Linked DNA regions of Mus musculus: all the other regions are linked to region 4. The links are chromatin contacts, called in public HiChIP or PLAC-seq, Micro-C and promoter capture Hi-C maps. All regions are on one chromosome and are shown on one strand. The core of a region is the stretch at or near the end of the contact, and the rest is flanking DNA. Distances in the headings are between cores, read along the strand shown. Region 1 holds the start of Ipo5 (importin 5). Region 2 overlaps Mbnl2 (muscleblind like splicing factor 2). Region 3 holds the start of Farp1 (FERM, RhoGEF (Arhgef) and pleckstrin domain protein 1 (chondrocyte-derived)). Region 4 holds the start of Hs6st3 (heparan sulfate 6-O-sulfotransferase 3). Region 5 has its middle 3.9 kb from the start of Gm41250.

Region 1 (5,026 bases), core at 1,441-3,940, 1.8 Mb after region 4:
CAGAGGTAGACAGTGAGACCCACAAAACAATCGAAGGAAACAGAAACTAATAAAACAACTACTACTCCCATAGAGCTCTTGGTGCACAAACTTATGCTGAGGTGTTTATTGTTTAATAATCATCCATAAATATTTGTTTGTTGTTTTAGTCAAAGCCTCATGTAGCCCAGACTGCTCTCATCTTTATGCAGCCAAGGGAGAGCTTGATCTTGAATTCCTGATCATCCTGCTTCCACATCCTGAGTGCTGTGCTTACAGGCACGAATCTTCAGGCTTCCTCTTAGCAGTGCTGTCAAGCCCAGGACCTCATGCATGCTAGGGAAACACTCTACCACTCATCTACATCCCCCAACCCTGCATATATGCAATGTATAGATTCGGCTCTCAGCAGAGTCTGGGGAAAGGCACTGGGATAAACACTTGGAGTCGAGAGCCAGCCAAGATTTTTATAACAGAATCTGATTTGTGGGAAAATCTATAGTTTTAGCTACGACTATATATATTTGCAAGCCTCTAGGTAATTTGTCTTATTTCACTGTTACCTAGTTAATTAAAAATTGGTTACCCAGGCGCAGTGGCGTATGCCTTTAATCCCAGCATTTGTGAGGCAGAGGCAGGTGGATTTCTGAGTTCAAGGCCAGCCTGGTCTACAGAGTGAGTTCCAGCACAGCCAGGGCTACACAGAGAAACCATGTCTCGAAAAGCCAAAAATAAATAAATAAATAAATTTGTTAGTATGTAATTCCCCAATTTAAGAACTCTGAATGAGTAATTCATGTCCTACCCCTCTTTCTCTCTCTCTCTCATACACACACACACACACACACACACACACACACACACATCAAAATTAAAAAAAAAAAAAATCGACTCCAAACTAATGTCGGAAATGGTCTGACCTTGAAGAAAACAAATGTGGCCAAAGAATGAATTCAAGGTAGGAAATCAGTTCTACACAATAGCTTTGCTGGCCTCCTGTAGAGAAAGAATCCCGCCAGTGTGGCAGCTAATAGTAGAGGGGGTGACTTTCTCCACAAATCAACTAAATGCCACTGTAGAAACCGGGACTGGTTCCCACAATTCCACGTGATCCCAGGGCTTCTGGCCAGATTTTGCATGACCTGACCATGGATGATGTAAGACCAACCTTTAAAATCACCCAAGAGAAAATATTTAATACTTTCAAAATGCACAATTGCCAACAAGAAATAAAAAACTTCAACATAAATCCCATGAGCTGCTGAGCTGTAGTTACAGGCCTCAGGCTGTGGAAACCTATTCCTTAGGAAGTAGTCGAGTCCTTTTGACACAAGACATACATCCCCCTTTTCACCTGCTGTCATCCTCAACTTGGGCAATGCTTTGGACACACAGTAGGCTTTTAACTGAGTCTGGGCAAACAGGAGCTGGGATAAACTTGGGAGCTGAGAGCCAGTCAAGATTTTTACAACAGAATCTGAATTGTGGAGAAAGGTCTCCCCTCTATAGGTGTAGCTGCAACCCTGATTACGTTCTGCTTTTCTGGAGGCCAGCGCATCTATTTTGTAGAACTAGTTTCCAACTGGGGATGCTCTTTCATTCTTGGGCCACATTGTTTTTTTTTTTTTTTCAGTGTAGGACCATTTCATACATTATTTTTTTCTTTTGATATGAGCATTTGAGTCTGTGGACATTAGACATGATTCTGAATAGGACATGATTCTCAAAGTGTTTCAGTTTGAGCTCTGCTCTCTCCTGTTTAGGCAGTCCCAGATAGAAAGATGGGCCAACGCTGGTGTTTAAGCACTAGAGTTTAGGAGGTGAGAGGGAGGCAGCCTCTGGTCCCCTCCATGCTGGCACGCATCAACTATCAATGGATCGACCACGTTAGGGAGTGGCTCATGACTTCTCCCATCCTTAGAGAGCAAGGAAGCTCCAAACACCAGGATGGGTGGCAGTTCCCGGGTGGGGAGCGTGCGTGATTTGATCCGGGACGGAGAGGTGCAGGGGGGAAGAGTCCGTGATGAGCAACCCCTCTTCCGGGACAGTCCCTGGACGTGAGTCACAGGACAGAGGAGGGTAGGGACCGCCTGAGTCACAGGCTGAGGGGGACGACACGACACCACAGGGCCAGACAGATGGAGGGGTCTGCAGAGGCGGGTGTGTGTATGCGTGTGTGCTCGCTGCTGGGGGGATTGGGATGGGGTTAGGGAGGGGGGTCCCGGGGCCCCAAAGCCCTAAGGCGCGGCTACGCGGCGGGCGGCAGGGAAAGGGAGTCCAGCCAGCCCGCGGCGCCGAAATCTCCCGCGCTCAGGAGCTGGCCCCTCCTCCGGGCCCGGCCTCACGCCCCTCGCGGCGGCCCAGCCGGATCGGCTCCTCCCAACCCGCGCCCCGGGAACCCCAACCTCGTCCTAACAGCGGCCCTCTGGCCGCCACACACGCCCGCCAGCCCCGCCTCCCGGCGCGCGCTGGAGTGACGACACCGCAGGGTGCGTGACCAATCGGCGTGGCCCTCGAGGGGGGGCGGCCTCGGGCACGCCCCCCGCGCCGCGAGCCAATGGGACGCCGGCGTCGGCGGCCGCGGCCGGGTGAGAGGGCGCGAGGCCCCGCCCCGTCCTCCCTCGGCCCCCTCGGCCCCGCCCTTCTCGCCCGGCCCCTCATCCCCGCGCCGCCGCTGGTGCCGGTCGCCGCGCTGGGCCCGCCCCCAACCCTCCCGCCGGCCCGCCAGCGCGCCTCACAGCTCCCTCCTTCTCTCTCTCACGCCTAGCGCAATGGCGGCGGCCGCGGCGGAGCAGCAACAGTTCTACCTGCTCCTGGGAAACCTGCTCAGCCCCGACAATGTGGTCCGGAAACAGGCGGAGGTAAGCGAATCGGCGGCCCCGGCGCGCCGATCCTTCTCCTCCGCGGCCGGCCGGCTGGCCCTGGGCGCTCGTCGGCCGGCCGGCCGAGCGGCGCGGGTCGGCCCGGCTGGCGGACAGCGGCCCCGCAGCCCACGTGCGCGCCTCCCGCCCGGCCCCGGCCCTTCCGGCCCGTGCAGCGGCGGCGGCGCCGGTTGCCTCGCCGCCGACCCGCGCACACGTGCCACCGCGCCTGACGCGCCCCGCCCGCGGGCCCTGCACCCCAGCCCTGCTCTCCCTCCCCGCGTGGCCCGCCAGCCCTCGCGGGCGGCCAGACCCCGGCAGCTCCTGACCCGTCCCGCTTCCCCCACCACCCCAGCCGCTCCCTTCCCCATCCCAGCTCAGGGAGAACGCGTGTCCTGCCTGTCGCTGCCTTACGGCGTCTTTCCCCCGAGCCCCTTTCTGGTTTCTAAAAGGAACTGCACACGCCGGTCCCTTCAAGATCGTGTGAAGTTGCCTTTGAGGGATCCCTGCTTGACCACCTCGCTCTGCTCTTCTTCCTTCGAATCTTGTTTGATCTCTAGAGATTTGGGCTTATAAACGGGATATACTGGGGGCTGTGGCTGTCTAACTGGGCCAGTGCCATCTCTTTTTCATATAACACAGATCGTTCTCAATCAGTCTTAGATCAAGGGTTCCATTTCAGATACAGTTATAAGCCCATTTGCAAGCTAGCAATAATATTATTAGCTCACTAGAAGACGGAAGATACATTGTTAGTGTTGAAGCTCAGATTTTTGTGAGGTAATTTCTAGGAAAGTTGATACGTGGAGCTCCTTACGACCCATGGGTCTGAAGTTTTTTAGGAGACTCTGAGGATGTGTGAATAGCTTTACTTACAAAGCAAAGATGTCTTTTATATATAGCTAGTGACGTTGACATGTCTTGTACTTACCGACCTAAAGTTGGGAGCTGTCTTTTAAAACAGTTGCTAATTTCGCTTTGAGTAGAATGGATAATCTGGCCACACTTAGATTTTAGTAAGTAAAGAAGTTGGAGACTTAACTTCTGTGTGAAATGGTGCTTTAAACTATGTCCTTCTTAATGGTGCTTTTAATTTTGGGGGGAGGGGAGATAGCGATGTTTGGCTCTCTAGTTTACACAGGCCCTTCAAACCTGTGGCAGTCCCCCAGCCAAGTTTCCTGAGCGCACCAGTTCCCATGCCCGCCTTATTCAAGTAATATGCAGTGTATAGGGGGAAATTCAAAGGGTACAATTCTTAATCCACTCTCCACGTTTATTTCATGAGCCTTCCTTGAAAACGTATCTTTAAAAGCATTCGTGTATACATTATGTTACCTGGGTGGATTTATAGTATACATAGTTCTGCAAATTGAATTTTCCCTCAGTTTCTTTCACATTGTCACCCAGAAGACCATACATTATATAGATAGGTGCATCTCCCTGTGAGTGAGTAATCCGATACTTTTAGTGCGGTCCAAGAGTACTGCACATAGAAATAACGTGTATACTTGTCTGGACGAAGGTAGTATATGTATGTAAAAGTATGCGTAAAAGTAAACTTGCAACAGTTTCCACTTAGGATATGATGATGCCTAAACATTTTGATACTTTGTGCAAACTCGAGGTAATTTTTTTAAACCAAAGCAAGTTCTTAATCCCACCCTATAATAGAAATTTCCATGTGTTGCAGAGCAGAACTGCTTTGTAATTAGTAAGCTAGTTTAATTCTCCCCCTCCCCTCCAGTTGCTTAAGTCTATTGTCAAGCCTGGTGGGGAATCGCTCTTCTATTGAACTAAATACCAGTGTCCGGTTCAGCTTGAATTCCAATTTGGTGCCTGTTGTAAATCTTTTTATCTCTTACATCCCTTTAGGGATCGTTAGTAGCATTCAGCGCATTTTCTCATAAAGAACAATCGGAAATAAGTACTCTTTGTCTCTATTCCTAGTGGAGATATTTAGGTACTACGTTTTTCCTTAATATGTCCTGAGAATGTATATAGAAAGTGAGTACTGCGACACTGAATTTTCTTAACTTGGCAAAAGAGCAAATTCGGGGTCAGGGTGGTCCTTGATACCATATGGTATAATAGTAAGTTGTAAATAAAACTTCCTAGAAAAACGCCAAAAAAAAAAAAAAAAGGCACAAAAGCTCCTCAATTTGTTTGGGGAGATTTATAAGTAACCC
Region 2 (5,256 bases), core at 1,352-3,851, 1.3 Mb after region 4:
GAGGAATTCAATAAGGTGTTTAGTCATCTCATTTGCATATGTAATCTGGGAAATAAATATTGAATCTAACAAAATTTTAATACCTTTTCCAAAGAGTGAAGCAAATTTAAATTATGTGGCTCAGAAAAAATGCTCATTGTAATTCTTATTAACCTTTAAATTCAAGAAACTGCCATTCAGTTAAAGAATAGATATTAATAATAACGCAAATGCCAAATGCTCCTTTCTCCCCTTAGTGTAGTTTAACCTGTATTTATTAAAAAAAAAAAAAAAAAAGCTGAAGCCATTTTTTCCATTGTTGTTGCTTGGTAGTTTTTCTTTCCCTTAGTTGAGATGCTACTGTTTTTGGGTTACAGAATTCATGCTTCCGCTCTCAATAACAAATTCTCACTCATTCGACATTGCCGCTGTTTAAATTAAGGTGCATGGCAGAGGCATCTCTTTAGCTGTCATTTTTTTTTAAAGAAAGAAAAGAAAAGAAAAGAGAAAGAGAATGTTGCAGTTGATGATCTCTGTGGAGGTGGAATGCAAGCTTGCTTTAAGTTGGACACATCTTATCGAATTCTTCGCTTTCAGGCCTTCCCTCCGGGTGCTCTTCATCCCTTACCAAAGAGACAAGCACTTGAAAAAAGCAACGGGGCCAGCACGGTCTTCAACCCCAGCGTCTTGCACTACCAGCAGGCTCTGACCAGTGCGCAGCTGCAGCAGCACACGGCGTTCATCCCCACAGGTACGTGCTCTCCGTGTCTGTGTCCTGTGTCCTTCCAGTCACGTGCTTTCTTCTCATCTCTTTAAGCTGTTTGGTCAAGGCATCTAGTTTGCGTTTAGAAGGTGCGAATACAGCCTGGCCCACCACAGCCCTGGCTACCTAGACCTGTTGACCTTGCTTTGATAACTAAAGGTAGTTAGCATTCTAAAGTAAAGGGTTTGGTGGGATTTAGCTTGAGAGACAGGGAGCGGTTAAAGCTTTGGGTCTCTTCTATTTACGCAGGCCCCCAAAAATAGTTTATGCAAGCAAGATTTTTTTTATATGAGATAATTGAAATTTGTCCTTAACACTCAATGACCTAAAAATATAAATTCCAGTAAATACTAACCGTTTTTTCCCTGCTTCTGTTCAGAGCACTAAAAAGTCTAAGGCTACTCAAATGAAAGCAATCTTCTGCTCGTATTTTATATCCATTCTCTCTCTCTTCATCCTTCTCCACTCTCACCAAGTTCACAGCTATCTGGAGTGCTTGTCCTCCGTTCTAAGCCAATGAGTGATGAGAGGAGGGGCTACTGTCCCTTAGCCTACCAATCGCTGGAGACCGTCAGTTTACCACGTGGTCTCATGGGCAGAAGGGTCTTCATGAATTCCTCATCCAGTGGACTGTTTTACAAATGAGAAAACTGAGGCCCCCAGGATAATGAGAAGTGACTTTCCAAGGTGGCAGAGCTGACACAAACACCAGGTTCCAGTGCCCGGTTCCATTTACATAACATTACACCACCTCCACTGGCCCCAAAAGTCTACAGACTTTCCCCCAAACCAGATTAAAATGGGGTTTTGTTTTTGAAGTGGCATGAAAAATCCATTCAGGTAAAGAAAAACAATGTAACACCCATTCTAACTCGATTCCCCACCTCCCACCCCCCGCAATATTTTACCCAGTTCAGAGACTGCAGACACGGCCACATGCACACACACGCGCGCGCACGCACACACACACACACACACACACACACACACACACACACACTCACTCACTCGCACAGACATGGTCATCTTCACTTGACCAACTTTACCTTTTAGTCTCTGTTAGAAACAGGTGACTTTGAACCTTATTGGAAAGAACATCCACTGAGTTTTTCCAAGCCCATATTCCTTGTCCCATCACAACAAGGAGACACTATCATTAATCAATGTGATTAGATATGTTAATCTTAGAGTCCATACCTATGAGCATTAGGGTTGGAGTTTATTCTAGTAACAGCCTTTGTATAAAAACTATAAATGAATGGTAAACTATATGAATTAGTATTTTAAATGAATTAGTAACCAATAAATAATATATATATATATATTAATAGAAATGCACTGTCAGAAAGTTCATGAGTTCTCAATCTATATTAAAATACTTTCATATCTTACCCCACTGCAACCTTAATTAATGGCATTCCGTGCTGTCTTAGCTTAGCGTATTTATGATTGTAACACACCTGAAATAACATAATCACCAGAAGGTCAGCTCACCCTGAGGATCCTGTGTGGTTACTACAAGTGTCTCAGTGTAGACTTTGTGGCCATTATATACTTTAAGGGACAGAAAAAAGTGCTGAATGAGAAACTATGAAAGACAAGGTCTGTTTCTGAAGAGTGGGTAATACAGACGATACCGTCTCCTGGGAATTCCAGTGAGGCCCTTTACATCATGTGAATACCCCAATCCAGTATGGACTGGTTGACTAATTCATCAAAAGCGTCCCCACTCTAAGATTCTGTAGAGACGCCCTTAAGTGTTTGCAAAGCGAGGGTGAATAGCATAGCTTAAGCAATAGCTCAGTGCTGTGGATGGGTAATGGTAAACAGTCCCTGTTAGCTGGGCTGTGTCTGTCCGCCCTCTGGTGGATTCCCCTGGAACAGTTCAACTGTGTTGGCGACTTTCTGTAGCCTTTGGAAGCTTAAAGGTGGACTGTAGCCCGGTTAGTTCTGTGAATTACAAGTGCTTATAGCATATTTGCTATATGCTATAAAGATCACAGTGGATAACCATGTGAATTTTGTGTACTGGAGTGGTATTTGAACTTCCAACAAATTCACTACACTTCTCTGAAGTGATAGAAAATATTTTATTGAAATAATTTCAGCATAAGCTCTCACCCAATTACATTGACAGAAAAATCTCCATGATTGTGGTAGGCTTTCTTGTTTGTTTGCTTCAGGGAATCTTTCTTATAAACAATGTTTCCAACTTTATGTAAAAGGTGACAGCAATAGTAATTATTTACCCTGGTTGCTTTAAAACCTCTGCAGATCAGGTGATGACACTGTGTGGTGATTTTTAGCAGATGGTTAACCCACTATTTTCAATGAACATTTTTTTTAAATCTTTCTGTTACTGTTTTACATAAGCAGTTTTCATACATACAGATCAAAAGCATTTTTTGTGTGTGTCTTCTTGGACGGTTCCCTGCAGTGGAAGGCCATGCATAGCAAAACTTTTATATGTACTGAAATCCTCCCACTGACACAATATGAATTTGAATCTTAGGCAATCTGCCTCTAGGCTTTAAGATTTCAATGTAAGGCACAGGATATGGGATTATTCTCTACAACCATGGTGGGTGGAATTCTCCTCTCTTGCTTCTTTCTTTTTAAAAAAAACAAAAAAACAAAAAAAATTATAGAGGTTATTTTAACTAAGAAGTTTATACATTTCCCTTGCTATGATAGGAAGGTGGCAAAATCACCCATGGTCTCAGAAACAGCCGTGTGATAAATAGCTTTGGGCATCTCTGTGACAAGTTTATTCTGAATGACTCTTAAGTATTCTTGCACACACTGTCATTGTTCTTCAAGATGGCACAGTGCTGTCAGTGGCGAGAAGTTATTTGCATTTTGCAGATGGAAAAACTGAGGCTGTGTTTACACTACAAAACGGCATGCACACCACTAAGAATTACCCAACTAGTTCTGGCCCACAGAAGCTTGGGATGAAGTACTTGTGCAATGGAGGAAGGAAGCAAACGGCTGAGATGCTTACTTGTACAGAGCACCGGCATCCCGGTGAGACGTTGATCAGGTCAGAGAAAAGGCAGTGCAGAGTCCTTCCTTAAAATACTTCACTATGTTAGAAGTGCCTGTGGGAGGCTCTAGGCCAGACATTTCCGAGTAAAGAGAAACCATAAACGTTTCATAAAGTTTCTCACACACTTGTAAAAGGTCTGTTCACCCTCAGTGGAGACGTATGGACTCTATTTGGTGCACTGAGCATTCCTGAAGCATGTGCTATGGTCTGAGTTGCAGACATGCTATGAAAATATAAAGGGTCCCAGAGCTGGGTAAAAACCAGAGTCCACAGCATGAAGGATGAGCTGGGTGGAAGGGTGAGAGGCAAGGTGTTCATCTTCAGCAGATGCAGGCATGAACAATACAGAGCAGGGATATTTTCCAAAGCAGGAGAATTTGCTAACAACTTTAAAGGGGAGTAAGATTGCACCGTTAGGGGAAGAACATACTGGGCAGGTATGACAAGAGTAGGTTTGAAGAATAGAGCCCCAGTCCCTGTAGCAATAGTATACATTACTCGAAGGATCTGTGGGAAGACCAAAGGGTGCAGCTGGGTGAAAAGTGGAGAGGTGGCTTGGAAAGCAGAGCAGAACCAGGATCTGGCATGAAGAGAGCAATCCACCTGTCCTAAGCGCCATACGCCCCATGTTCAAATCACTCTTAGCCGGCACAGAGGGGCCCAGTGAAGTCACGTGGTCAAGCACTTCCCACATCCAAGACACAAGCCAGAGTGACACACTGCTCTCTGTGGCTGCAGGGACAGTTTCTGATGGTTGACACCCCTTGTGTATTTCACTAGTTTAACCCAGGAAGCCCTTGAGAAAACCTGTTCACTATAAAACACAGTAAGAATAAAGGGGGATTTTTCAGCAGTGACTTTGAAGCCTAACACAGTTAACTCTAAAGTGGAATATTTTACAAACTAGACCCTTTAATAATTTTCAGGAGTAAGTTCCCCCCCCACCAAAGTGCTTTTTACAGTCGGCTGGAACACTGACCTACAAACAGGGGTACCCCGAAGTGCCTTATGCATCTAGTTAAATGGGATCTCTGCCTTTTTGAGTCCACAGCAGAATGAGAAAGATGCTAAGCACTCATATAAATAGGTTAATAACATTTAGAGTAGTATAAATGAAAAGGCAAAGAGTTCAAATAATTAAAACGAAACAGAAACAGAAACTGACTTAGGTGATGGGGGATATGGGGAAACTAAGATGAGATGATTTTCTGAAGAAATGGCTCATACTTTGACACCTGAGGAAAGAAAGAAGTGGCTAAAGAGTATTCTAGATCAGGGGCAGAGGAGCCCAAAATTAGAGTAAAAGTCTAAAGTATTCAGTTGAAAGCAATGAAGGCCCATCCAGATGGACCTCGGTACCAGGGAGGAGTGCTGAGGTCGGGAGGCAGTCAGGGTCTGGGCTAGAAGGGCCTCCATCCTCAAAGCAGCAAAGCCTTCCCAGAAGCAAAGTGAGTGTGCCAGCAGA
Region 3 (4,846 bases), core at 1,220-3,719, 1.9 Mb after region 4:
GCACCCTCTTGCCTCATCCTTCGATGTACTAGAACTATCAGCATGAATCACTTTTTAAGAGATAAAATAATAAAAGGGTTAATAATAGGTGACTAAGTAACTTCACCCACGGCTTAGAACATCCTAAGTATATTCTGAACTCGAGAGGCAGATGTGATTTGCTACGACAAGAGACACCTTGGTTATAGGGGCTGAAGTGATAGCGACAAATCTAATTGAGTGAATTCTGTGCCATGGAGGGGCTCTGAGCATGGAGGGGCTCTCGTCCTAATCTCCATAGTGATCGTCTTCCCACCAGCTCCTCCTCAGACTTCTGGCTCCCTCGGATTGCCTCCAAAACCAGTTACCTTCTTAGTTATTATTAATGCTGAGATAATAAAACAGCATGGCCAGAGCCTACAGGATGGCTCAGTGGGGTAAGGGTGCTTTGGTGCTCGGTACCAATCCTGATGATGCACATTTGATTCCTGGAACCCACTTGGTGGAAGGAGAAACCACTCCTACAAGTTGTCCTCTGACCTTCACATACATGCATGGTGGCATCTACATCCCGACATACAAAGACCCAATAAATAACTCTGAGAGCAAAACCAAACTGGTCATATCCTAGACACTCAAGTCAGTTGAACCAAACACTAAATGTAGAAAAAGGGGATCTTCGGTGAGGGTGGACTGGGGAAATGTTATGGTTTGCCTTTTTGGTACTATATTGCTTTAGTCATGGGACACAGCACATGTCTGCCAACACAGTCCCCGGACCAACCAAAATACATCACCCGGAATGTTTGAAACAGACCGATACAGAATCCGAACTGGGACAAGATTCCCAGGCGATTCCACAGCATCAGAGGTTGTTAGTAAAGCCAGGCTGCACACTGGGAATAACCTGTAATAACTTTAAACCCATCCATGTCATGTCCCAACCTCAGAAATCAGTCTGGCCACTGTCTTCTTATCCTGTGAAGAGACTCTGAACCTGTGGTCGGTTCCCCATTATAGCGGTTCTTAAGGTGTGATAATTGCTTGAATTTGCTTTCCTTTACTGGGCCTGGTGGTTCAGACCGAAATCCTAATGCTTAAGAGGTAGAGGCACGAGGACCAGTCTGGGCTACATGAGGAGACTTTCTGGGGAGGAGTGGGAGAGGAATTTAAAATCGAGTGCTGCTGCTCTTGGTGGCAGTTTGACCACTACACTTAAGAAAATTACTGGCTGAAAATAGCTCACCCATACTTGTAAAGCCACACACAGTTTGGCCACAGAGCTAGCTTCCAACCCACCCATGATTCTCTCTAGCAAATCGCCCAAGGCCTGTCTGGTTCCCCAGAGGCCAGAGGGATTTTGCAGCATGCAAGAAACAGCCCCAACCCTCCGCAGACTGCTTTTGACTCCCATGACTTACAGGTGCCCCTCTCTGATAATCAAGCTTTCATGTCTTCAGCCTCCCTCCCTAGCCACAGAGACAATTTCACTTGGTTAAGTTCAGTTGTAGCTCCGTTGTAGTTGCGACTGAGGTCAGTGAACTCCTCCAGGGTGGAAAATGACCGGAATCTGAGCCAAATTGGCTCTAGGGGCGGGTCCACACTAGCCTCTGGATCCGGCAGAACAAGGCTTTCCTGTGTTCCATACGGTCAGTGGCCCAAGATCTTTCCCAGACAGAGACAGGGAAGAAGGACGAAGGAAAAATGGCACCTAGTGGGTGGGGATAGTGATTGAAAGTCACCTAGTATCGTGGGCCTTCTGATCATGAATCTTCCGACTATATCACCAAGTTCTGGGGGAAAAAAAAACGGAATCAAATAACTGCAAGTCATTCTAAATCTCGCCACACTAAGCAGGGCATTCTGCTGTCCCTGGTCGGAGAGAGGTGGGGTTGGGCACTGTCCTGGGATTCGCTCAGGTGGTGGGCACTGAGCCCGAGCAGCATCAGAGGTGGCACCTGTGTCTCTGGCATTGAATACCGCGCCGCTTAGGGTGGTGCCGGAAGCCTGCGCTAGTGGCCTGGAAGGGGTGGGGGGCGGAATTCGTGGGTCTTTGTAAAACGCTTTCCACGTGATGTCGTAGTTCTCTGTCAGGCTTCCAAAGGCGACCTGCGGAGTCAGTGCCACGAATCTCCCTCCGGGCCTCCGCATCCCGCTGGACACCAGCGACTAGCGCTCGCGTCTCCGCGGTGGCGCTTCTTCCCGCTCTTGGCTTGGTGGTGCAGCTCAGACACCAGCTCTTGCCACACGCCCAAGTAAGGCACAGCTCCAGGGTGGCGTGGCCCTGCCCACGGTCCACCTTTCTGCGCACCTGCCTCCGGGGCGGGGCGGAGCGGGGCGGGGCCGCTGTGCGGGCGCAGGTCACGGCTCGGACGCTGGAGGGGGCTGTGGCTCTCCGCCGTCCCCAGGCTGTGCCCAGGCTCCCCCTGCCGAGGGCTCGGCCCAGGCCCTGGGAGGGGCAGTGGTGGCCCTCATTTCCCGCTCAACAGCCTCGGAGGCGGCTGGTCCCGGCGCGGGCGCAGCGGCTGCGGGGAGCGGGGAGCCCGGAGAAGGTGCGGGGCGGGGACGCGGCCACCGCCCGCTCTGCGCCGCTCCTCCCCACGCGAGTGGCGCTCGGGCCGGGCGTCGAGGCGGCCGCGGCGACCCGGAGCTCGCTCCCCACCCACCCCGCCTGCTCCGCCCTCCCCTCCGCCCCGCGCCACCTTTGATGGCTCGGACCTCGGCCGGCCGCCGCCTGCCTAGCTCGCGCGCCCGCCGCCCGCGGGGACCCCTCGCTCGCCGCCGCCGCGCCCTCGCCAGCCTTGCAGCCCGCAGCCCGCAGCCCGGACCCGGAGCCACCGAGGTAGGAGGCGTGCGGCGAACAATGACCGCGGCGGGAGGGCGGCCGCCTGGGTGGACCGGGCCGCGGCGGCAACTTGTGCGAGTCCCCGCGCTCGCGGCCCTGGGCGCCGGCCGAGCTGGCTGCGGAGTCCACGGGAACGGTCCTTTTTGTAGCCGGCGGCCGCAGGCCCCGCAACAATAGCAGAAGCCACGGTTCCTCGGGCACCGGTGGAGCTCACCTCCGCGGACCTGGGCTGCGGGGCTCTGAGCTCGTGGGTTCTCCCCAGCTTGGCTTCCTCTCCTTGGGCGCCCCTCCCCCGCTTCCTCCCATCCCACCCTGCCGGGTGACAGCGCCCCCGACGCCTCTTCCGGACCTCAGGCTGCAATCTCGGCTCTGGAGGTCCGTCTCCCGGCAGCACGGGTGCCGCCGTGCCGCCGGGTCACTGCATCTCGCCCACGGGCGGCGAGAACCTCCCGGTGGGTGACAAAGAGGAACACGCCCTCTTAAGTTAGATCTTGTTTCTCTTTACTCTCTGCCTTATGGAGGGGGAAGTTTCCCCCTCCCTTTTTAAAGCACAGGATATATATTATTATTTTTGTGTGGGGGGACGGGGAGTTCAGAACTTCTGATTGTGATTTTTTACGATTTAAGTTCGGAAAACTTTAGCCTTGTGATCCATCCGGACCCCGGTGAGTCTTAGACCTAGGGGTCGTGGAGGAGTACCAGATTCCTTGTTGGGACCCGGAAACCACGGCTGGCAGGGATTTTCTAGAGTCCCCCTAGAAAATAGGGAGGTAGGGCTCACAAAGGAACGAGGTTTGAGACGTGCTGGTGAAGATGTGGGAGCGAATAACTGCCTCTCATCTGGAACAGTTTACCAGGCTCAGCTTCTCCTCCCCTCCCCGGCTCCGGCTCCGGAGTTCAGTGGCCTCCGGCTGTTTCATTTATTTTTGTTTCAGCCTTCCTCCGTGCTAGTTTACCGCGTTTGACAACCTTAAACCTGGCCCCTGCCCATGGTTTACCCTCCAGACTTCCAATCCCTCCCTTAGTAGGCAGCGTTTTCTGACCATAACCTCGACCCAACGATGGGCCATGTTTAATGTGCTTTGCACGTGGGGACTTGGCCAAGCCCACTTCAGAACATTCCCCTAGCGTTGTCTTACTTCTCTTTTTCTATCTGAACAAGGAATGGAGAAAGAGGGGGAAAGCCTTTTGGATTATGAAAGCTTTAGTTGAGGAGTTGCCTTTAAAAATTGGTTTGGTGTTTTGAAAGCTAAGGTGGGGCCCTTTTCAAATCCCTGTCGTCTTTCCCCTCAGCCCCACATTTCTTGCTGGCATCTTAGCCTCAGCTTTTCAGGTGGGTGGGTCTCTGAAAATGCACGTCTTCCGTGGGTCTGGCATCCACACAGCCCACTTTATATTCCTGCAGCATCGGTCTGCAGCAAGACACTAATATTGGACCTTCTCCAAGCACAACGAAACGTTTGTGTTTTTAGTATGTCTGGCTAATAGCTCTGCTTCTGGGTAAAATAAATAGAAGCATTATTGGGCAGTGACTGGTCTACTGGGGGAGTCGGTGGAGTAGATAGTGAGCAGATGTCTGCCAAACCCACAGGAAGCTAGAAATACTTGGTCATCGATGAGGTAACTACCTTCTCATGGTGTGTGTGGGGGTGGGGGTGTGTGCAGAACTGTAGTGTGCTCCTCTGACTTGGGATATGCTGTTAAGATTTAGGAGTTCTGTAAGTTGGAATCCTTCTGAAGTTAGATATACGATGTAAACATCCCCCTCTGCACCCCACTTCCTTCTGTGATAGGATCTTAGAGTGTATCCCTGATTGGTCTCACTGGAGATCTTCCTGTCTCAGTTACCCCGAATGCCAGGATTATAGATAGGTGTGCATATCATGTCTATTTTTAGTGTACTTTTCTATACTGATATTCTCTTATTGGGTGTCAATACTAGGATATTCTTTTGGGACAGTTTTTTGTCTTGTTTTTCATCACATTATCCAAGAGACAATATTTAAAGATGAAGCTTTTCAA
Region 4 (4,837 bases), core at 223-2,722:
TGTCAACACAGGGCTACTCTTATCTTGGAAATCAGCCCTAGCTGGTCTAGACATCGTGGGTCAAATACTCCAGACTGATGTGAATTGAACGGTGTATCAATGCATTATCTGAAAAACCATAAAGTGTATTTAAGCAAAGAAGTTTGGATCCTGGGGCAAATTCAAAATGTACACACTCGAAAGAAGTTTTTTAATGAAAACCTCGGTGGACAACGAAGGAGGTCTTCACTGTGGAACACAGGTGAGGGCAGCTGATGTTGCTTCTTACTGGGGTGGGAAAAGGGCGAGTCTTGAACATCGAAGAGCCCACTTTGTGTTAATGGAATGGATTTTAGGACTTATATCCTGCAGGGCTGCGTCTTGGAGCCATGGAAAGGGAGTTCGCATCAAACACAAATCTCTTTATAAAGCAGGCTTTTTAATGGTTGCTGGTTGAATAAAGTTGTAGTGTTGGACCTACTAAGTTCATAGTTGAGGAAGCTTGGAACAAACTGGAGCATCAGTTTGAGCGTGTTGGGAGGCAGTAAATGAAGTCTGGAACCTATGTACCCTGCTGAGGAAGGACAAGCAACCGCCTGTTTAGTCTGCGTGAGACTTTCTGCCATAGGGGTGTTTTATTCCTGCAAACAAGACCAACCAGGTTTCTGTCCACTCTCACACTGAGAAAGCTGCCAATGTTGCAATTTAGAGGAATCAGATCATCGCTAGCAACGCCCTCCATGGGGCCTGTTCTCGCTCCGCGGTAGCCTTTCTGCCAGATCTCCCTAGGCTCCAGGCTGAAGGGATTCCCACCCCCAGCAGCCTCCCGCGAGCCCCGCGGAGCCGTGGACTCCTCCCCTGGAAACTCCTCCGGGGCTGAGGAAGGCTTTGGCGCATGCTCCGTACCTAGGGCAGGTTTTTTTGCTGCGGGTAGCAGGGCTCCTGTCACACCGGCTGGCGGGTTGTGGCGGTGCCAGCCCGCGTGAGCGAGTGTGTGCGCGTTGCCTGCGCCTGGGCGGGCGGACCCGGAGCAGTAGTGCGATTTGCCCGGGAGGCGGCTCCGCAGAGGCGTCTTGCTCGCCGCCGCCGAGGGGCGGCTTTGCAAACTTGCGGCGGGCTCTCGGCGCCCAGGGACCCGTGGGCAAAGGTGCCGGGCGCGGTGCACGCGGAGGGCTGGGGCTGCGGGACCGGGCCGAGCCTTCGCCCTTGGCCCGCGCCCTGGTGAGCCTCATGCAGCTCCTGTGCTCGCCACCGCAGCTGCCCCGGGAAGGTCCGGGACACGAACCCCGCACCGCAGCGCCTGAGCGTCTACCGACCGGCGGCGGGATGCTCCGTGTCGCCTGAGAGCGCCGCGTCCAGGTACAAGAGGAGCCGGCTGGAGCCCGGCGCCCCAGGGATCGAGAGGAGCCCCACGCCACAGCCGCCGGCGCCGGCGCCCGTCTTCTCGGCTCCGCTCGTAGGCCCCGGCTCTGCCAACCCCGGAGTGCGGCGGGGCAGCCAGACAGCCGTTCTCTTCGGCGGCAGGGGCATGGAGGAGCGGCGGGCTCCGAGCCGCGCCCCGGAGTCCCCGAAACTTCCGAGCAGGCGCCCGATCGCGCCGCTGGCGCCGCAGCCACCTCACCTGCCGGCCTGAGAACGGGACCATGGATGAAAGGTTCAACAAGTGGCTGCTGACGCCGGTGCTCACTCTCCTCTTCGTGGTCATCATGTACCAGTACGTGTCCCCTTCCTGCACCAGCTCATGCACCAACTTCGGGGAGCAGCTCCGCTCCGGGGAGGCCCGCCCGCCCGCTGTCCCGAGTCCTGCCCGACGGGCACAAGCACCCCTTGATGAGTGGGAGCGGCGGCCCCAGCTGCCACCGCCACCCCGGGGACCGCCCGAGGGGTCTCGTGGGGTCGCGGCTCCCGAGGATGAGGATGAGGATCCCGGGGACCCGGAGGAGGAGGAGGAGGAAGAAGAGGAGGAGCCGGACCCCGAGGCGCCCGAAAACGGCTCCCTGCCCCGGTTCGTGCCTCGATTCAACTTCACCCTCAAGGACCTGACCCGCTTCGTGGACTTCAACATCAAAGGGCGGGATGTGATCGTGTTCCTGCACATCCAGAAGACCGGGGGCACCACGTTCGGCCGGCACCTGGTGAAGAACATTCGTCTGGAGCAGCCATGCAGCTGCAAAGCTGGCCAGAAAAAGTGCACCTGCCACCGGCCGGGCAAGAAGGAGACCTGGCTCTTCTCCCGCTTCTCCACCGGCTGGAGCTGCGGGCTGCATGCCGACTGGACCGAGCTCACCAACTGCGTGCCGGCCATCATGGAGAAGAAGGATTGTCCCCGCAACCACAGCCACACCAGGTACTGTCCCGCGTCTGTTGGTTTCCTGAACCCCACTCCCTTCCCCCAAGTCCTGACCCCGCCAGTCCCGCGTCGCGCTCCCTTAGCTGTTTGGCAGTGGCTTTCCAAAGGGTGGGCAGCGAATTTGGGTGAAGGGTGAGAAACCGCTGGATACCCACCGGGGGGGGGGGGTGTCTTGAGTTGGTTTCTTTCCCATGCTTCACTGTTTCTTGCCACCCCCTGTCACCTTCAGCCATGTCCACGGCCATCCTGATGTGCATTCTGCACAGTGCCTAGCATTGTGTGATGAGGTATTTGGAGCAGACACTAAAGAACAGCTATGGAATAACCAGGGTGTCGAGGGAGAGAGGTCGAGTCTTGAACTTAAATTATGTGGTGGAAATCCAAAGAATAGGGGATCCGGGAGTGCAGACATAGTTTTTCAGGAATGGTGAGGCTGGAGCATAATGTCCTTCTAAGTGGCTCTTGGATGGCTGCTTGCCAGCTTAGAGAACAATCCTCTTGATGCCGCTTTGAAGATCTACACGTGCAAAATCGTGCTCCACTGTGATAACCCTAATTCTGGAGATGGTCCTTGTTGCTGGGCAATGCCAGGATTTGGACTCATGCTGTTCTTCGTAAGACTGCCTGCCTCTTTCCCCCTTAAGCCATTCCAACAGTTTATTTAAACATTATTTGTTAAATGCCTACTGTGTGCCTGGGTATGTGTTGAGTGGATACAAAGATCTAATGAGCGAGAGGAAAGCTAGCCGGTTAAAACAGTACTGCTGTTGAGGATTGAGAAAGTTTGAAGTCTCTGCTGCCAATGCAGCTGCTTACATTATTGTCCTTTCAGAGAATCATGGGCTTAAGAACATGGTTGGTCGCTCATTCTGCCCATTGCCATCTGGAGATTAATCTGACATGCTCAAGGGAATAAAATATTAAAAGATCAGAACACTAGTTTTATTGAAGTTTTTATCTCAAAGGTTTCAAACAATTTGGTGTAAGGGAATAGGAATTGAAACAGTCAGCTCAATATGTTGATGTCAGATAGCTTTCTGCATTGGACATCAGTGAAAAGCTTCATTTACTGCCCAGATTCTGCCCAGGTTCTGAATTTTGTCACGATTGCGGCATCTAATTCTACTTCATTTCCCTGAGAACGAGCAGACTTTCATTATAGGAATCTTTTTGCCTTTTACTCTGGCAGGTTTTTAAATGCTTTATCTCCCAGCTACTACCGTCTGTGTTTGATAGAAATTGGTGAGAATAAGAAGCTGATAGTCTTTCTCCCTTAGTGTGCTTGAAGGGGTTTACACCTGTAAATATTTTAATAGTACACTGAGTACACTGTTTTAAAACCCACCATTGTGTTTTAGCTTAAAACTTCTAAGTTAAGTATTGCATTCAACCTCCCCACGGCATTGCACGTGACTTCGGTGAGATTGTCTCTGCTCTACATCACTCCATGGAGTGGCCTTTGATTTAGATGTTAGACATTCCTGGTTGATCCCAAAGAGTTTGGGAGCCTGTTTCATTTTGTCCATTGTAGTAAATAAAACTGGAATCTTTCATTAGCACATCAAAACCCCTGGTGACCTTCAATGAGTGTCAGTATTAAAAAAAAACAAAACAAAAACAAATAGAGCAACGTCTTAGTGAGTAAATGAAGATTTACACGTATTAAGGAGGATGGGAATTGTGTAGTAGTTGGGTTTTGGATGGGTGGGGAGGGTCCTGCTGTTGAGGCCTGGTGTAGGCCACAAGCTTTGAGTCTTCTTCTCTAGGAGCTGTGCACTCTCTTTGCACTCTCTGACACAGGAAAATCTCACCTTGACTATTTAAACATGTGGTTTCTATCTAAAGCAACTATTGTTCTCAGTTTACCCATGGCTCATCAACGTCCATTTCGTTTTGCTCCACAAGTCACGAGGTCATCATCACTCATGGGCTTGCTTTGCTTTGCTTTCCATTTTGTGGTGTTTTGTGTCACGTTGTGTAACCTTCTTTCTTCCCAACTTGTCTTTTTTTCCCCAGCGAGTCTCAATTACTTTCCTTCCACATACTGTAGGAAGGAATAGCTGTGATATATGTGAAGTGCCCTGCTTCAAAAGCTATAGGGAAAGAATTGAAGAGACATTAATAGTAGCATCTCGCTAGCAGAGAAGATTGAATTAGTTGTCTGTCATTGTAATGTCTGTGTACAGCATTCTACAGTCAACAAGATTAGCCTGGATAATGCAGGGTACATTTCCACAATGCAAAATGGCAGATAATCTATTGCTACATAATGGGAACAAGGTTCTACTTCAAATAGGGCTGACTCTAAGCAAAATTGCGGAGGAACGCCTGTTGGTTTTATTTCCCTGGGCGCTCTGCTTCTGGTCCCCTCTTGGCAGCTCCTCCCCCTGTCTCTTAAGGATCAATGCCCTTGTGGATGGGTAAATGTAAGACTCTGGAGTTGGAAGAAAGTGGATCTCGAGTGTTCTCCGTACTAGGAGTAAGTTACACTCTTCCTGAGTCTGAGTT
Region 5 (4,807 bases), core at 720-3,219, 1.0 Mb after region 4:
AGCTCCATTTCCACCCCGACCCACTTTCCCTGACATCACCCTATAATAATTGATGTCTTTCACTTAGGCCCTGTGGCCATGGTAGCTCTTTCCCCTTCTGTGTCCTCTCTGACTCACAAGGGCTGCAACATCTGGAAACTAAATTTCCCAGAAATTCCTGCTTAGATTCTGCCAATGAAAAGCCTCAAGGGAGAGTTGGAGGTAGAGAAGGAGACAGACAGCTCATTGTTCCTCTAGCTGCAGGGTACAGGCTGCTGCAGATGGCTTCCAGGACTCCAGCAGACCTTCGCCTACGATGCCTGTCACAGCAAGCGCAAAGATCATCGCTGTCCTGCAATTCCCTGTCTGGCTTTCTAAATCCTTTTACAAACAAATTATTAGTCTTATAAATGGACAAGTCATATTTGCAAGCTGTCCTGAATTAAAAATGCAGCTCTCACCAACCTCTGTTTTCTGGGCCTTCTGTTCTAGTTTTAGTCTGAAATATCTCCCCCAGGTTGATGTTTTAAATTCTTCTTTCCCGGCAGGTGGTGCTGTTCTGAGAGGCTGTGGAACTCTCAAGAGGTGGGGATTAGCTGGTAGAAGTTGATCACTACACTTGGGAGGCAGAGGCAGGTGGATTTCTGAGTTTGAGGCCAGCCTGGTCTACAGAGTGAGTTCCAGGACAGCCAGAGCTTCACAGAGAAACCCTATCTTGAAAAACCAGATAGATAGATAGATAGATAGATAGATAGATAGATAGATAGATAGATAGATAGATAGATAGATAGATAAAAAGTTGGTTACTAAGAGTGGGTGTCTGACCATTTCCCCTAGCTCAGGGTCCTGACTGCTGTATGCTGGTCTTCAATCACGATGGGCTAAAAACCCTTGAAAACCATGAGCCCCGTCTTCCCTTGAGGACTTTCTGTCAGGTGTATGGTCAACAGTACAACATCATTAGTGTATGCCTTAAAGATGTGCAAATTTTGAACTCCTTACACTCAATAATTTCTTCTAGAAATGTTTGCAATCCTTTCTGTTTCATCAAGTCAGGTGACTAGGAAAGGGGTTTAAGCCAAGCCCAAGTTTCCAAGGGCAGAGCCGGCCTTTCCCCCTCTATAGCTCTATAGATCTGTAGGATGACATAGCTGCTTCTGTTCCTGAGTTGGAGTTTGACTCTTTTGCAAGAACCAAATCCTAGTGGTGGATCCCAGTCCACTTGGCTGAGACACAGGTGCCTTTCTTAAGTTTCACTGGCTTGTCAACTCTCAGCCTTTGATCCCTCTGCCTTGTGAAGTTGTGCTATGAATTGGACAGACGTTCTGGAAGCAAAGGGCTGCTGAGAGAGGCCCACTAATGCCTGGAAACTTCTAGTTCTTTACTTACTTTTGGCTCCAACCAATGTTCATCACTAAAAGCTTGTCCCATATTTTCGGGGACGTGTGCTCTAAGTCGGCGACCACACCCTGGATCCTGCCCAGTCACCTCGTGGCTTCTAACCTCTCTCCTGCTTTGCGTAGCCTCCTTCTAGCCAAGCTTGCCATGGTTAGAGCATTAAAGCCAATAAGTACTATTTCAACTACTCGAATCTCTTGTCTACTCTATTATTTCACCCCGGGTCCTTGTAGCCAGCTCCCTGTGGCACCGGGGTCACGGGCGCGAGTGCCGCAATATTTAACACAGAAGCTTGATGCTAGTCTAAAGCAATCGATGGCAGACCTTCAGATTCCGGCCACTTCCTGCCCCTTTTAGTGATGTACTGCGGTGTGTCCGTATGTTTAACTTTCTCCTCGCCCGCAGTATTTTTAAGGGCTTATTTACTGCCCCGCTGAAGCTCCTGTTCCATATTTCGGGGGAACTGGCCTCTCCTACCATTGCTTGCTCTCTCACGCCCGCCCCCCGGAGCTCCTCTGTGATTCTGAAAGAGTCCTTTCTTTTCTCTGGCTCCCTCTCTGCTTTTCCTCTCTGGAAAATTTTCTAACCACATGTGTACATCTAGGACTACAGACCCTTCTTTAAGAGGTAATTTATGGAAAACCAATCCATGTGTATTACACGTGCCAATGTTAGAAGCCCATGTAATCATTTAATGCCAGGATCTGTTTCAGGCAGAAAGCAGGGAAGTCAGTCATTACGATGCCTGGACAGCCCTCGTGTCCACATGCAAAATGGACCGCAGAAATCATACCAAAATAGAACAGCAGCAGCTTCTTACTGGCCTCTCCTCTTCATATTTAAGTGGAAATAATTTCTGCTAAAAGCAAGATACAGATACAAACACACTACCTAATCTTCTTGGAAATATCTTTCAAGAGAGTCCACCCACCTATCACGTTGTTCTGCAGGCTGAGTCACGAGCCCTGTGGTGCTACAAAAGGGAAATTCTAGCACAGTTGCTCATTGGTGTCCTGGCTGGACAGATCTGCCTCTCAAACCTGTCCTGTTCCATGTCTTGCAATAATGGCGTGTTCCCTCGCCACTCCGTGGCCACGTAACTCCACTCTCCACTCCATCTCCGGTGTCTGACTTCATATTTTTCTCTTTCTGTTTTACTTCTTTCTCACCATCAAGTCTTGCTTTAATCAGTTTCCAAAATCCAATTGCCGGCTCTCCCATGAGTGTTTCCATGACAACTCCCTTGCGTGGTACTGTTGACTCCATCGCTCCGTTTCAGCTCTCCTCTGTGGCATAAAGTTCCATTCTCCACATCAGAGCTAAGCACTCCTGGTTATGTTCCTAGCTTCTTTGTCCGTATAGCATGCTGACTTTGATCTCAGCCTCTCCATTTTCATTTTTAGTTTCACCATTAGGAGAGCCAGAACCAAAACCATAGTTTTAAGTCTTCCACGATAATGGAGTGCTGGGCAAGATTAGGAACCTCCTGTGTTATGGAAGCAATGGTCACTAATTTTCTTGGCTGGGAAATCAAGGACTACATAAGAAGGAAAGAAATTTAACTCTACTTTTGTGTATACACATACAGGCCAACTTGTAATCATGCTTTTTCTCCAGGCATATTTCTCTGATGGAAGTATCTACCAGGCGCTCACTCATTAATGTAAAATGACCATCTTCCAGAGTGACAAATTGACCATCACAAATAAAGGTGGAAGGATGGAGATGGGGGTCATATTCAAACTCAGAGATAGAGGGACAAAAAAGGACATAGATTCTCTAGTGAGATGTTCCAGACGCAGAAAGGTCCAGAGCCTGAGGAAATCAAGAAGCGTGGAGGTCAGGATGCTGATGGCCAAGGAGAAAGAGAAGGTGAACCATAGGTCGACAGATTTCTCCACTCATTAACTGAAGCATCTGTGTGTGACCTTGTACAGCCATGATCCCTCGGCAACTAGTACCTGCATCTGTGCAGTGTCACCAACTGCAGAGGAAAAGCACACAAAGCATCACTGAGCACAGACTCCCTCCCTTCCCCTCCCCCTCCCCCTCCTCCCCTCCTCCCCTCCTCCCCTCCTCAGTCCTCTTCACTTTCACCTCCAAGTTAAAAAGTCACATTGTTAATCATTATATATAGGTTCTGTTCTTACGTAGAAGTAACATAAGTAATGGTATATTCCTTAAAAAAAAGAGAAATACATACAGTCCTACACAGAAGGATAGGCCACTTTAAATCATTGAACTATTTATTATATGTTTTCTTTCACTCAATAATGAGCATAGGCTCAAGGCTTCTTTGCTTGCCTCTCATCTAGCCACACAGTCCCTTAAATGCATTGTTTGGCCTCATGTAGACCACACTTAATGGGGAAAGGAGAAATAAGACACCTGCTTCCTCTGGTCAAAGGGATTGTGAAATAAAGTTTATGATGGTCATGGAAAACTGACAAGGTAAGTTAAAGTTCAACGAAGACTCTTTGGAAAGTATACTTTTCAGAAAGAAGACCTTGCAGACCTTTTATCTGGAAATAATTTTTACCAACACTCAATCAACTGGCAAATAATTACGGCAGGATCAGCAGGTGCCAGACAGTTAAAAATTTAACATCGTTTCTCTTTATGGATCCCAGCTGGATGTGTGACTTGGGCTTATTTTGTCAGCCTGTCCTGCCTGTGGTTCCCGTGCTCCCCTTGCGAGGCTTGTTTTGCTGTCGCTGCTCGCTGTACTTGGAAAACCAGCCATGACTCATCTTGCTTTACAGATCTCCCTGAGAGCACTCAATCCCATTCAACTCTATGCAATCAATATTTATGTTCTGCTTCTGGGTACCCAAGGTGGTGTTAGATGCGAGGAGGCTGGGGGGTGACTAAGATGGAAGGGGACACTTGCTCGACCTCAAAGAACAGCTAGCACAGCTGGGAGCCAAACCAGTGGCCTGATGGCCACGATCAGACACCAGGAAAGTGAATACAGAGAGGACGTAACCGAAGAAGTCATGGAAACAGAGGCACGTTCCGGCCAGGGAGACAAGAAAGTGGAGGAGGTGGTGTCATACCTAGCCTTAAAGAATGAGCAGGCTCTGGAGTGGGGAGATGGAAAGAGAGACTGGCAAGCAAAGATTAACACACACACACACACACACACACACGCATACACACACAAACACACACATACACACACACACAAACACATACACACACACAGATACACACACACACACACACACACACACACAGCCATACTCGTGGAGACAATGAATTTGACTAAACTCACAGCTTTGGAAGTGTTCTAGCTGGAGGGACCCTAGAGACCTGATGCTCCAAGTAACATCTTTTTTAAAAAATATTTTTTATTATTATGTATTTTCCTCAATTACATTTAGAATGCTATCCCAAAAGTCCCCCATACCCTACCCCCCCCAACTTCCCT

Evidence for each region. Promoter capture Hi-C pulls out the DNA fragments that hold promoters and counts their contacts. Hi-C and Micro-C count contacts between places; a contact is called where the count stands out from the background. HiChIP or PLAC-seq counts read pairs in DNA pulled down with a chosen protein or histone mark.
Region 1: a contact with region 4 is called in a promoter capture Hi-C map of hippocampal neurons, with 3 times the contacts expected there. The contact joins the promoter of Ipo5 here to the promoter of Hs6st3 in region 4. A contact is called at or near these places in 1 of 39 promoter capture datasets (hippocampal neurons) and 2 of 115 datasets of contacts at active chromatin or transcription factors (astrocytes and neural tube).
Region 2: a promoter capture Hi-C map of stem cell-derived epiblast-like cells shows a contact between it and region 4, with 5 times the contacts expected there. The contact joins the enhancer-like site here to the promoter of Hs6st3 in region 4. A contact is called at or near these places in 8 of 39 promoter capture datasets (the 3T3-L1 cell line, cranial neural crest, embryonic stem cells and 4 more), 4 of 115 datasets of contacts at active chromatin or transcription factors (astrocytes, embryonic forebrain, embryonic midbrain and 1 more) and 1 of 9 other capture datasets (embryonic stem cells).
Region 3: a Micro-C map of embryonic stem cells shows a contact between it and region 4, with 3 times the contacts expected there. The contact joins the promoter of Farp1 here to the promoter of Hs6st3 in region 4. A contact is called at or near these places in 1 of 39 promoter capture datasets (hippocampal neurons) and 1 of 484 Hi-C or Micro-C datasets (embryonic stem cells).
Region 5: an H3K4me3 HiChIP or PLAC-seq map of forebrain shows a contact between it and region 4, with 4 times the contacts expected there. The contact joins the enhancer-like site here to the promoter of Hs6st3 in region 4. A contact is called at or near these places in 1 of 39 promoter capture datasets (hippocampal neurons), 4 of 115 datasets of contacts at active chromatin or transcription factors (astrocytes, embryonic forebrain, forebrain and 1 more) and 1 of 9 other capture datasets (embryonic stem cells).

The regions. Positions count from the first base shown.
Region 1 is chr14:120,908,504-120,913,529 of GRCm38.p6, forward strand. Ipo5 (importin 5) reads left to right here and starts at 2,691. Exons shown (of 26, transcript NM_023579.4): 1 at 2,691-2,840. The coding sequence starts at 2,751.
Region 2 is chr14:120,395,875-120,401,130 of GRCm38.p6, forward strand. It overlaps Mbnl2 (muscleblind like splicing factor 2), which reads left to right. Exons shown (of 8, transcript NM_207515.2): 6 at 577-730. Among named protein-coding and RNA genes, the nearest start is that of Gm26679, 9.6 kb to the left of the region's middle. Within about 2 kb of position 2,602, at least 29 of the 459 cell types and tissues checked have an H3K27ac peak or open chromatin away from gene starts, as enhancers often do. A contact at or near this core is called in stem cell-derived epiblast-like cells, where this site is marked.
Region 3 is chr14:121,033,105-121,037,950 of GRCm38.p6, forward strand. Farp1 (FERM, RhoGEF (Arhgef) and pleckstrin domain protein 1 (chondrocyte-derived)) reads left to right here and starts at 2,470. Exons shown (of 27, transcript NM_134082.3): 1 at 2,470-2,821.
Region 4 is chr14:119,136,793-119,141,629 of GRCm38.p6, forward strand. Hs6st3 (heparan sulfate 6-O-sulfotransferase 3) reads left to right here and starts at 1,473. Exons shown (of 2, transcript NM_015820.3): 1 at 1,473-2,326. The coding sequence starts at 1,623.
Region 5 is chr14:120,147,057-120,151,863 of GRCm38.p6, forward strand. No RefSeq gene overlaps it. Among named protein-coding and RNA genes, the nearest start is that of Gm41250, 3.9 kb to the right of the region's middle. Within about 2 kb of position 1,970, at least 52 of the 459 cell types and tissues checked have an H3K27ac peak or open chromatin away from gene starts, as enhancers often do. A contact at or near this core is called in forebrain and hippocampal neurons, where this site is marked.